2 separate regions of the Gossypium hirsutum genome follow, and region 2 is linked to region 1. Evidence: chromatin contacts called from public Hi-C data. All regions are on one chromosome and are shown on one strand. Each heading gives the region's core, a stretch centred on a gene start, on an enhancer-like site or on the middle of the called end of the contact. The rest is flanking DNA. Distances are from core to core; before and after follow the strand shown.

What was found. Hi-C and Micro-C count contacts between places; a contact is called where the count stands out from the background.
Region 2: a Hi-C map of leaf shows a contact between it and region 1, with 2.5 times the contacts expected there. The contact joins the enhancer-like site here to the promoter of LOC107951314 in region 1. A contact is called at or near these places in 6 of 34 Hi-C or Micro-C datasets (callus, hypocotyl, leaf and 1 more).

The regions. Positions count from the first base shown.
Region 1 is chrA02:43,713,012-43,716,195 of Gossypium_hirsutum_v2.1, reverse strand. It overlaps LOC107951314, which reads left to right and starts at 1,470. Exons shown (of 8, transcript XM_016886317.2): 1 at 1,470-1,944; 2 at 2,248-3,184. The coding sequence starts at 2,288.
Region 2 is chrA02:43,749,740-43,752,923 of Gossypium_hirsutum_v2.1, reverse strand. No RefSeq gene overlaps it. Among protein-coding and RNA genes, the nearest start is that of LOC107951314, 37 kb to the right of the region's middle. Within about 2 kb of position 1,498, at least 5 of the 9 cell types and tissues checked have an H3K27ac peak or open chromatin away from gene starts, as enhancers often do. A contact at or near this core is called in hypocotyl and leaf, where this site is marked.

The DNA of each region.
Region 1 (3,184 bases), core at 221-2,720:
AGGGCAATGAGAAAGACTTAACAATGCAATACAATTTTCAACTTTTGACTTTTTAATTTTGTTTAAATAAAGAGTAAACTACAAAATTAATCTCCTAACTATGCCTTCGATTCCATTTTGGTCACTAAAGTATTAACTTTTTTATTCAATCATTGAACTTTTCCAAATGAAAATATTTTAATCATTCTCTCGTTAGTTGTTGTTAGATGAGTAACGGAAAGCTAATGTGGATTTTTTATTGGTATAATAATAAATTTTACTCTTAATGTTAAAAAAATTTTCATTTTAATTGTAACTCTAAAAAAAAAATCAATAAACTTAACATTCAACATTTATAAAATTTATCAATTTAGTTATAATTCTAAAAATTTCAAAAAAAAAGTTAAAATATTAAAAATGTTCATTTTTTTGGATAAAAATTATAAAAGTAATTAAAAACCTAATAAGTATAAATAAATTAGAAATAGAAAAATACAACAAAAGAGAAATATAGCAAATTATTCAAAAAGAAATCAACACGAAATGAATTTATGGATATTAGAGAGAGATGAAGTTGGACAATCCCATGAGACATGGAATTCACAAAATTATATTCTTTAGTTTAGTTCAGCTTGTATTTTAATTTATGGACACGATTTTCTAAGACTTTAGTCGTTTGAGCGACGTGCTTGGACTACGTAAGATTGAAAGTTATTGATAGCATGTACAAGTCAAAAAAAGCAGGGGAAAAAACCTTTTCTAAGTTTTTCATTTCGTGAAAGATTTCACTTTGTGTTGTTTTTTCTACTCAAACATTAGGTCTTTGTATATTTTTAAAATAAAAAAATAAAAAAATTATTTTGTAATGATTAAAAAGTGCTATTTTTTAGAGTAATTTAATTAAATAATATGATATTAATCTAAAACATCACACTTAGATAGTTGGATTTAAGCCGGCTACTTTTTTACCATATTCATGAAGGTGACAGTTTAAAATGAGCATGATACAAATGGTGTTTAATACTCTTCTTGTTCGGTGGATTATGGAGTTACGTTAAAGAATATAAGAAATGAATTTTTAAAATATTTTTCTTGTTTAAAAATAATTAAAATTAGAACTAAATTGAAAAATTAAAAATATTGAGGTTAAATTTAGTGATTTTTTAGAATTTAGACTAAAATGATAAATTTTATAAACACGAATGATTAAATTTATTAATTTTTTTAGATTTATAAATAAATTAATAAAATATGTAAATATTAAAATATCTAAACTAGCTTTATTCTATTCACTTAACTGAAATTAATAGTTGGATGACTAAATCGAAAAATTAAGTGAGTAAATAGTTGAATTTGGGTGAGTATGGTTGTAGTTTACCCCTTAAAAAAAAGAAAAAAGTCGTTAGCTACTGTGTGAAGGCCGGGACGAAAGTGCAAGTCACACGGTTATAATATTCGTCACTTTTTCAAAATTTTGGATTTTGTTGAACGCTCTTTTTCAATTTTCATTTTGGCCAGTTTTAGGAATAAAAAATGATTCAAGTCGTGAAACTTAACTGCTGTCTTAAAAGAGATGGCGATTAGAAAGAACTCAACACACACTACTAATATTATTTTAACTTTGGTAAGAGAAAGAAAATCACCAAAGCCAAAAAAGCAAAAAACAGACCAACGGACTAACCAAAGCAATTGACTTCAAAGAGAGAGAAATACAGCAGACCCAGACAGAACAGATACAGAAACAAATAAACCACCACCTATCAACCCCCCTTTAGGAATTTGGATCTTCTCCTCCTTTGTGTTTACGCCATTCTCAACACTTGTTTTTGCTTTCATTTATTATTATTTTATTATTTTGGCTGTATTTGTTGTGAGAGAAAGAAAGAAGGGGGAAGAGGGTGTTTGTTCAACTGAGGAAATCTGTGGAATTCTGGGGTTTTGACCAATTATTTCGTGGTGACCCTGGTGAGTATATCTCTTCTTTTTTCTGGGTTTCTATTTCTTTTGTTTTATGGATTTGGGTCTTCTTCTTCTTCTTCTTCTTCTTTTTTTCTTTTTTTTTGTTTCTTTAAAGCCCTCTCATCTTTGTCTTTTGGTGTTTGAGAATTTCCTGCAAATACATGTCCTTTTTATGTTTCTTCTTACACGTTTGTCGTTGGTTTTATCATTTATGTTGTTCTTGAAATAATATAAGGGAAAATATGAAATTAAAAAACAAAAGAATTCTTAGATTGAGGGCGAAAACTTAGTAGTGACTTGATGTTTCAGGATTTTCATGGATTGAGAGAAGAGAAAACAAGGGTATATAATGGGGAGTTATTTAGAAGAAGAAGATGATAAATTCTTTGATAGCAGGGAGGAGATTTCTTCTGCATCTGAGGAATGTGGTCCTAGTCCTGATTTAGGCTTAGTTAATGATTTTTTGGATAGTTTTGATCATTTCGAGTTCTGGTCTGCGTTCCCACAAAGTGTTGATAAGCGTCGGCATAACTTTAGAAGATGGATGGATCTAAGTTTCGATGGGAATTCGATTACCGGGGAGGTTCCTGGTAGTTCCGACAGGGATGAACTTGAAGTGGGAATTTCTAGAATCTCACTAGATAGTGGAGCTGTGTTGAGGACTTCAGGTCTTGAACATGGGGTTTCATCCAACCAGTCCTTGGTGTCTTCTCGGTTCGATGATGCTCAACAACCTGAGGATCATTTTGCATGTCAAGCCGATAATTTGGATGGTCAAGTGGAATCAGTAACAGTTGAACAGTGTCAGAATGGAATAAAAAGCTGTTTACAAAGTTCAAGTTCAAGTAGATCTGTTTGTTCCCAAGTGTCTGAGCGAACTACTATGTTATCTCCTTTGGTTGAGCGGCACTTGGATGGGGAGGTCAAGGGAAGACCTGCAATAGATGTGAAAAGGAAAGTGAAAAGGAGTTGGTTAAGAAAATTAGGTGCCATGGCTCATATTGTTGATAGACATGTTGATGTTTCATCGATGCCTGGTAATCATGATTCGGTGCCCGGGGAAAGGATGAAAAGGGTAAGACCTCATCCATCTAGCAAGCATTCCAAGGAGTTGTCTTCCCTCTATTGTGGGCAAGAATTTGTAGCACATGAAGGGTCCATCTTGACGATGAAGTTCAGTCTGGATGGCGAATTCCTAGCAACTGCAGGTGAAGATTGTATTCTGCGTGTATGGAAGATTGTTGAG
Region 2 (3,184 bases), core at 249-2,748, 37 kb before region 1:
ATTATGCTTTACTATTTTAATTTTATAATTTACTTTAAATTTTAAACATTATCAATTTTTCCGGTATTCATTTCATTTTGATCAAGCTAACTTGACAAGAAATTTTTGCTATGAGCGGTTAAAATTGTGATGCCTTATAGAAAAAGAATTTAGGCTTTGGAACTTGGACTATAAAAATCATTATATTAAATTTTGTTATAAAAAATATTTCATATAATTAATTTTTTAAAATTTATTTATTTTGACATTTTTAATTGAATTTTCATATATCATACTTTTTTCATTTTTTGTTTTTTTTTCAAATAATTCATATGAAGATTGTCATATATTCTTAAAAAAGATAACTTATTGTATTGAATTTACTTTATATTTAAAAATACTTTATATTTAAAAATAATTTATAAAAATTCAAGTGGATAATTTTTTGTAGTTGGTTATTTTAGTTATTTATTCATATCGGATTAGATGGTGCAATATTAATTGGATTTCGATATATTTAAATAAAAATAAAATTATTTATTTTTAATTAAGTTTCAATTAATTTAAAATAAAAAATCATAAATAAACGGAATAAATACATTAAAATGGAATTTGAATGAATAAAAGCTAAGTAACCAATAATTTCATGTGATAGCACGATACTATTTTATACCACATGCCATGAATACCAAAGGCACTATAAGAGGCCATTAGTAGAGAATAGGATAGGAAGAGTGTAATATGAATATGATTTGCCATTAGTAGAGGCCGGCGCCAACATTAACCTACTCTAAGGGACCACATTTCCTCTACCACTTAAGCTTCTTACAACTAACTCATGCAAATGTATGGGAATTAAATCTATTTATAGATTTTCATAAACACAGTAAAGAAATGTTTAATATTCCATTTTCCATTTTCCTCTAATTTTCATATTTTATTTATATAGATTATAATTTTTAAAAAAATAAAATGGAAATCTTTTGGTCCATTGTTAGTGGAGTTAGAAAATTTTACTAATAACGGCGAAATATCATTATATGTTTTAAGAGAATCTTAAAAATAAATTAAAATAGACATGTGTCATATACTAAATTCTATTTTTTGCAATGAACAGGATACTAACCCAAAAAATAAATATTATTATAAAAAAATATTTGATGTACTGCTAATGGAGTTTTTAGACTCTACAAGTAGGTTTAAGAAGTTGATAAGTATTTTATAAAGTTATAGTAAAATATTTTTAAAAAATAAATATTTAAAAAAAACACATGAAAATTTCTTAAGACTACTTGTGTTATAGAAAAATACACTACTAATATATCAAATACTAACTCATATTTATAATATATATACTTTTTACTTTAATATTTTATTTTTGTTTAAATAATTTCATCAATTATGTTATGTTTGATTGACTCATTGTCATTTCTATTGGAGACCAAATGGTGGGTCAAAAAGTAAACCCACGTGGTTGGTGGTCTGGCCATGGAAGGGCCTGGTTTCCAGCATAGCAAAGAGTACGAAGCCCACAATTGAAGCAAACTAACAAGGTACCATTTTAGACCACCAGGCCTTCTTCATCATCTTTAATTTCTCTCCTTCCATTTTAAAGCTACTGCAAACTGCAGACAAAATGAAGAAAAAAAAGAAGCTTGAACTTCCATATTTGACTGCTTGTTATACGATCATAAAAAGCTTATTTTCAATATAAATTCTTCCTCTTGAAGCAGATATTTAGATTGAAATTGAATTAACACTAATTCTACCATAGATAAACCTATGAACTACGTTTCAACATGAAATGCCATAAGGGTCACACAAGTGGCCCTTATTTTGCCAGTGCTGGCATCAATTTTCCGTACTCCATTTTGCTTCAAGGTCTCCCTGCATTAAACTGCGTGTAAAGAATTCTACCAAATTTGCGAGTTCGATTTTTTGTATACTAACGATTCCATTTCAACTTCTTTCTCTCAACATGCCTATGCCACAGTCACTCTCAATTATGGTTCTCAATTTGGATAAAAATTTATGCGAATATTTTTCATAATTAAAATAAGTATTATTATTCAAGAGCATTTTAATATTTTTATTTTAAAAAAATTAATAAAAAATGTATAAGGTGAAAGTTGAATTCATATCAATTGTATTAGTAAAACTTTTAACTTATCATTCAAATAAAACTTTATTTTGATATTTTTATATATTGTAATTTTATAATGCACACTTTATTATCTCCATCAATTTTGTATATTAAAAATATATTTAATTGAGTTGATGTCACAAGTTAACTTGATACTGACTCAAAATTGATAACAACACTATGATAAATAATTTAAATAATGTACATATTTCATTTGTTGTTATTAATTAGTTTCAAACAATACATTTCATTATTTCTTTTATATTTTTTTAAACATACATTTATATTCTAAATCTGTAGTTTCCACATGTATACACGTGTGATAAGATTTTTAGTGAAATTAAAAAAAAAATCAATTAACATTCACTGTGATAATTTTCTTAATAAAAAGTTTCTCCATTGATGAAAAATAAACCTTTCAAAATTGTCTACAAATCAACTTAATTCAAAATTTTAAGGTATTATCTAGAAAGGTACCTACTAATTGGATTTGGACATAATTACTTGTAATTGTAGAATGGTGATATATTTGAGTGACCATTGTAATTAGTGGGTCCCGCCAAATTAGGTTTAATTTAAGTACCTAATTACATTTTCCAATTCTTAGGAAGATAGTGAGAATTGGTGTAATTACACCGAAATCCAATTTTTAACAAAATGTTTTTATACAAGTTATAAAAATTATATTATAAACATGAACACGTGTGTGTTTTGGAACGGTTATGGTCAAAAAATTATTATGTTATAAATCTTAAAAAATTATATTATAAAAATATTTTGTGTATTTTATAAAGTTATAATAAAAAATATATTACTTAAATCTTAATGTTTTAGAAGTGTTATAGTATATTTATTATTTATGTGTCAGTGCTATATATATTATAAAAATAATATACTTAATCATAAAAAGAATATGTTATAGTTTTTTTATCATAACTTATTTAAAAAAAATTAAATTTTTGAAGTTATGAAAAAATTATATTATTTATAAGAAGTGTTATGAAAGTTTATAAAACTTTTTTTTTATAAAGATTATATATTATAAATTTATATTATTTTTTA